Regions from separate parts of the Mus musculus genome. Here region 1 is linked to region 2. The links are chromatin contacts, called in public Hi-C maps. All regions are on one chromosome and are shown on one strand. The core of a region is the stretch at or near the end of the contact, and the rest is flanking DNA. Distances in the headings are between cores, read along the strand shown. Region 1 has its middle 32 kb from the start of Gm39449. Region 2 has its middle 32 kb from the start of Gm31559.

What was found. Hi-C and Micro-C count contacts between places; a contact is called where the count stands out from the background.
Region 1: a Hi-C map of uterus shows a contact between it and region 2, with 13 times the contacts expected there. The contact joins two enhancer-like sites. A contact is called at or near these places in 1 of 39 promoter capture datasets (embryonic stem cells), 3 of 15 datasets of contacts at CTCF or cohesin (embryonic stem cells, hippocampal excitatory neurons and liver), 107 of 484 Hi-C or Micro-C datasets (the AtT-20 cell line, B cells, the C2C12 cell line and 57 more), 13 of 115 datasets of contacts at active chromatin or transcription factors (PVALB interneurons, astrocytes, bone marrow-derived dendritic cells and 3 more) and 2 of 9 other capture datasets (adipose tissue and embryonic stem cells).

The regions. Positions count from the first base shown.
Region 1 is chr9:116,555,078-116,558,218 of GRCm38.p6, forward strand. No RefSeq gene overlaps it. Among named protein-coding and RNA genes, the nearest start is that of Gm39449, 32 kb to the left of the region's middle. Within about 2 kb of position 1,859, at least 22 of the 459 cell types and tissues checked have an H3K27ac peak or open chromatin away from gene starts, as enhancers often do. A contact at or near this core is called in uterus, where this site is marked.
Region 2 is chr9:116,423,274-116,426,526 of GRCm38.p6, forward strand. No RefSeq gene overlaps it. Among named protein-coding and RNA genes, the nearest start is that of Gm31559, 32 kb to the left of the region's middle. Within about 2 kb of position 1,973, at least 7 of the 459 cell types and tissues checked have an H3K27ac peak or open chromatin away from gene starts, as enhancers often do. A contact at or near this core is called in uterus, where this site is marked.

The DNA of each region.
Region 1 (3,141 bases), core at 609-3,108, 130 kb after region 2:
GAAAAGGAATTTGTGTTGTTCCGAGGTTAGCCCTTCCCACATTCCCTCCTTCCTTCCCATCCTCATTTCTTCTCACGACTACACCCCACTTTGGTATATTTGTGTATAGTGTCTGTACCTTTGTACATGGAGGCCACAGGAAGACATTGTATGTCTTGCTCTATCATCCTCTGCCCTTATCCCTTGAGACAGAGTCTCTCTCTGAACCTGGAGCTGGGCTGGCAGCCAGCAAGTCCCAGTGATCTTTGTGTGTCCCCTCTGTCCCCAGTGGTGGTGTTGCTGGTAATGTAAGCTACACTTGGATTTTCACATGGGTGCTAGGGTCTGAAGGTAGGCCATCATGCTTGCATAACAAACATGTACCCACAGAGCTATCCTTCCAAGACCTAAGCTCTTAATGATCTGCCTGTGACATGCAGTCTGTGTATTGGGGTCTTGAGACCCAATTCTCCATTGAAGTGACTTACATGAGAGCATGCAATGATTTATAGCACTTTTAAAACAATCATCTAAATGAAAGATATTGGAAACTCCTTAGCCTGCTACAGTGTTCAACCACAGCTGACAGCCATGTTGCTTGGAATGCTTCATTCACCTCCTGCCTTTTCCAGCACTATAGATCCGTTATCTTGTCCTAGACAAAAAGTGGGGATAAGATAATGAGAACCAGGTCCTCACTGAGGCCCCACACCTGTCTTGAATGTTGTTACCCTACGAAGCCTTAGTTTCTCACTGGTCCTGCTCTCCCTAGCTTCCATCTGTCCCTTTGCCCACAGGCAGGAGAGTTGCTCCTGTGTTTTCCCATCATCTTCAAGGAAGCTGAGCACAAATCTGCCTGCATATAAGCTCTCTAAACACAAGGACTCTATTCGTCTTTGCGATTGTTCTCCATAATGTTTAAAGTAAGGAGAGAGCCAGTAGAGAGGAAGAAAACAAAGGAGGCTGGGGACTAAGGAGAGAGGGAGACAGAGCCTTGTGGTTACTCAGGCTGATGTGTGTGAGCTTCAATCTCAACCTGTTTTGCATGCTTTCCTTCAGATAAGCAGCAAAGAAAATCCAGGGGAACCTATTTAGGAGCTAGGCACCTTCCTACTAAAATCCCCAGCACCCTTACACTGCAGACTATTGTTTAGAATTCAAGCATAAGTCAGCAGAGATTCCAAGAGCTGGAGCCTCCCAAGGCCGGTTCTTCTTAATGTGCCTGTGCGCATGTGTTTGTAGTTTACTTCTTCACTGAAACGTCTCAAAGGCAGAAATGGTATTTATTTCATCATTTCTAGCAGAAGAACTGGCATTTGACAAAGTTGCCACCAGGAGAGGATGAATTCTTCCAGGGGCTGCTGGCCTGTTTCTTTTGATTTGGGGCATTAAAGTCTCTGTACTTTTGCTAGGGACTTTCCATCAAGGTTGTTCACCAAGTTTTTGTGCATGGCTTTGAAATTTAAATTTCCCCATCATCTTCCCGCATGAAGGCTGAGTTAAAAAGGCATATTTCACTTTTCTCCCTTTTCCCATGGCTCTTGCATCTCCCTTTTCTTCACCATTATCTTCCCCCGCATTCGGGATGTATCAGAGAAATGTTTTACTGTTGTCTTCAGCGGGCTCTCTTCTTCCCATGGCTCAGTTCTTTACGCTCCCCTGCATATTCCCCGTGGAGCTGATAACAGAAGTAACTGCCTGGCCCTGTTTGGAAAGGGCTGCGATCTGTTTTGTAGGTTGATTATTTAGCTTTAATAAATAGAGACACTTATTAGCTGGCCTCAGTCTCTTCTCCCCTCTGTGGGTTGCATTTCATTGCTCGTTAATGTGTAAATCATGACTCTCCCTAATTACACCCAGATGCGGTTTCCTTCTGGCACAGAGCTGGGCAGCTAACAAAGGGCTAGGACCCTGATAGAGAGCTCAGCGTGATCTCTTCGCACACATTTGGGGATACTACTGTGAGGGAACAAGTTTAGCTTCTGTCTCTGTCTCTCTGTCTCTCTTTGTCTCTATGTCCTTGTCTCTGTCTCTCTCTGTGTGTGTGTGTGTGTGTGTGTGTGTGTGTGTGTGCATGCACACACACACTCAAGTGCACATATATGTGGGCATGCATGAACTCTGCCTGTTCAACTTGTCTAATTCTGAAATCAGTAACAAAAATTCAGTGTCTAATAGCCTTAGCCAGGCAAACTTAAAACTGTAAACTCAAATGAACAAGTCAAATAGTATGTGTACATACAAGAATTTTAACAATTTCCCATTCATATGTCTTAATGGGATAGTTCATGTATTACAGATCTCTATGTGCCTTAGTACTGGTTTCTACTACTGCAATGAAACACCACGACCACAAAGCAAGTTGGGGTTTCCTTGGCTTACACTTCCAGATCATAATCCATCATTGGAGGAAATCAGGAAAGGAACTCAACTTGGGCTGGAACCTGGAGGCAGGAGCTGATGCAGAGGCCATGGAGGGTGCTACTTACTGTCTTGCTTCCCTTGGCTTGCTTGGCCTGCCTTATAGAACCCAGGACTACCAGTGCAGGGATGGCACCACCCACAATGGACTGGATCCTCCCCTATTGATCACTAATGAAGAAAATGCCTTATAGCTGTTTCTCATGGAGGCGTTTTCTCAACTGAGGCTCCTTCCTTTCTGATGACTGTAAAGGGTGTCAGGTAGACACAGAAAACTGACGACTAGCACATTATGATCTGATAAAAAGGTGAAGGAGGGAGAGTGTAAAGGATGTAGGAGTTGGAGGATGGAAAGAGCATTATAAAATTCTGTCTAGACAGGAGAAGACCATAACAAACTACATGGGCTCAAGCCAGTCAGCACTCCCGCCCGGATGTGGATGAGAAACACGTATCCGCTAATTCTAGCTAAGAGTTACTGGAAGCTCTGTGTGACCTCTGTCCTGCTAGGTTTCCCATGCTCCAGCGGTTGGCCCCATATCAATGTGCTTGTGGGAATTACTAACTGGTCTCAATGGATTATTAATTTAAAAACAAAAAGAGAACTTGCTGCTTTTGCAGAGGACCTAAGTTTGTTGCCCAGCACACACATGGGAGCCCACAACCATCAGTATCTCTAGTTCCAAAGAATCAGATGTCCTCTTCTGGCCTCTACAGACAGAAAGCATACATGCGGGCAAA
Region 2 (3,253 bases), core at 723-3,222:
CCTTGGCGGGATGTGGGAAAGCTCAGAAGAGAGTTACGGCTTTTAGGAATCAATGAACGGCACCCCTCTCCCAGGCCCAAGCTCCGCATGCAAGCACTGTGGGCATTCCCTGAGAGTAGATCCACCTGCCCATCATTTTAGGAGCTCATCCACTCATCCGTCCGTACACTTGCTCATTCTGCAAACACTGCATTACCATCCCATGCTTGCAGAATACTAGCATATGCAAAGTGTCAGGCCCTGTCGTCAAGTGCAGAAACACAACAAAAGGAGCCTGCGAGGCTCAGCGTGTAAGGGAGCTTGCAGAGCAGTCTGGGGGCCTGGATTCCATCCCTGGAGCTCACCCAGAAGAAGGAAACAACCAACCAGCAATTGCCTTCGGATCTCCACATGCGTGTCTCCTCACCAGATAAATACAATTTAAAACACTCCATAATTTAAGATGGTAAAGACGTATACAGCTGTTATATATTTAAGTAAACACTAAGATGTTGAGTCATTGGGATAACGTAGTTCTATAATCCCAGCCCTTGGAAGATGGAAGCAGGAGGATCAGGAGTTCAAGGCCACCCTCAGTTATATAGTGAGCCCAGGGCCTGCCTGGGCTACTTGAGACCATGTGTTAATAAAATAAAATAATTACGTGGAAAGAAACCTAAAGTATCACATATTCCATACAGCATTTCATTGCTGATTCTGTTCCTCTCCAGTCGAAGTTGCTGCACTGCAGTGGGATTTAGCCTTTGTAGAACACACAGCACACATCTCTGTTCGCAAGCATTTTAGACCTTGATTGACGGGACCGTGGGAATCATTTTGTGGCTAATTTTTGCATCTCTAGTCTTTAGCACAGTGACAGTTTCTTGTTTAATTTTCAGTGACTATTCTAGAACAACGCATGATAATTAAAGCCCTTAGCAGGATCTATCAGAGATTTTTACGTTAGAGAGCCCATGATCTATTGAGGAAGATTCATCAGCCAGTGGTATAACACAATGAATTTCATGGTATAATATGTACAGGCGATAACAAGGGGCAATCACATCCTGTAGGCTAGCTCTGGGGAAGGCTCCTGAGGAGCAGAGATAGCGGGAATGCACCTTGAAGGGTCAAGGAGAATTTACCCAGAGATGGGAGTGGAGGACACAGCCAGCTGCAGAAACAGACTTTAAATATAGACAGAGCGCTCAAAGACAACCAGTGCGTGTCAGAGAGCGCCTAGCCCTGGAGTGGTGGAGCCAGAGCCAGAAGAGAAACCTGGGCAGGAAATCTGAGCCAAACTGGAAAGTTTGATATGCTGTGCTAAGAAGGTTGAGTTTTGTTCCTTCTTGGTGGCTTTAAGCAGAGAAATGACAGGATCTGTATTTCTAAAATGCCAGTGGCCGTATACAAAACTGGATTCTCAAGGAAGCAAGTGAGTAGGGGCCACTTGCAAATGCAATGTGCTGAGATAATGGGGAAGTGAGGGGGGGGGTTGTGCTGAAGGAGAGGGAGGGAGGGAGGGATGGAGGGAAGGAGGCAGGGAGGGAGGGAAGGGAGGGAGGGAGGACCACACATCCCTGAGGAACCTTCTAGGTAGGCACAGATAGAATGGGGAGGCAGACTGGAGAGTCTCTGTACACTCACAGTATCAACTCCTTCTTGCAGTTTGGAGTTTGTTTAATTGTTTGTATAATCCAAGGTGGCCTTGAATGTTCATTTATCATTTTTTAAAGGAGAAGCATATGTCTGTCTTTGAATTTGGGACTCTCATTAATCAGTGGAACCATCCCTGCGCGTTCCCTGACTTCTGTCTATGGTCTTTATGGGCGCTCAGACCCCTGCGCTCTCATCACTGAGGAGAACGGCCATTGACTGTCTTCTCAGAGCTCATCTGAATTAACTTTATATCCCTTTGTAAAGGATGAGGCCAGGGTAGAGAAGCAGCCGAGAGGCGGCCTGAGAGGCAGGTCCTCATTGGCTCCTTGTTCTTCCAAGTGAGCAATTTGCCTCTTTAGAGACTCCCAGGCATGAGTCAGAGCTCTTCCCGAATCACAGTTCTCAAGAGAATGTTTCCACATGACCAAAACACAAAACAAACAAAAAGCAAAACAACAAAAGCAACAACAACAACAACAAAAACCTAGAAACAAAAAAGCAAAACCAAAACCTAAAAAATCCAAACCCGAAACAAGAAGCTCAGCAGAGGAGAAACGAACAAACTTCTGTGACAGGAGAGGAAGGGCCAGCAAAACTGTGGTCTTTGACAGCATTTGTGAGCATAGGTCACACAGCGCCACATAAAGCTAGACATAGATGTGTCTGGGAAGAGAGAATCTCGACTGGGGAATTTCTTCCATCACGTGAGTCTGTCTACAGCGCCTTTTATCACTTAGTACTTGTGGTGGCACACGCCTTTAATCCCAGCACTTGGGAGGCAGAGGCAGGCGGATTTCTGAGTTCAAGGTCAGCCTGGTCTACAAAGTGAGTTCCAGGACAGCCAGAGCTACACAGAGAAACTCTGTCTCGAAAATCAAAAACAAAAACAAAACAAAACAACAACAACAAAATCACTTAGTACTTGATGCAAGCGGTCCCAGCTGAGCGTGGGTACAGGACTCCTAGGCAGGTAGACCTGGCCTGTATAAGAAAGATAGCTAAGCATAGGGGAGGCCTGCCAGGGAGCGCTCCTCCATGGTCTCTGCTTCAGTTCCTGCCTCTAGCTCCTGCCTTGACTTCCCTCAGTGACAGACAAAGACTGAAAGCAGAAGATGAAATAAACCATTTCATCCCCAGATTGTTTCCGGTCCCGGTGTTTTTGACAACAGCAGAAAAGCCAGCAAGGACAGCATCAGAACAACTGCTTAAAAATCAACAGAAACGGATCCTTACTTTCATCTCTACTTCTAAAATGCTATAAATTGAAATATGTAAACTTTAAATGTTTAAATAGCCCCGGTAAGATCACCCTATCATTTAAGTAGACAACTGTTGCTTCTTGCCCAACTAGAATTAAGAAGCTCCAAAAATTTCAGAGAGGCAAGAGTCTCTTTCTCCGGTACAAGAAAGAGACATTTAACTGTGGCCTTCCAGCATCTTCCCACTTTGGCTGCTTCTTTGGAAATAAAAATTTTATTCCCCTGATAATTTTGTGCCGAGTGGTGATTGTCAAGACATCGGCCAACAGGTGGCGCTGCAGGTCCGTGTCAACGTAATTACGAGGCGCCTCTGGTTTTGTATAGAAACAGAAAATCCACCTGTCCTCCACAGGAAA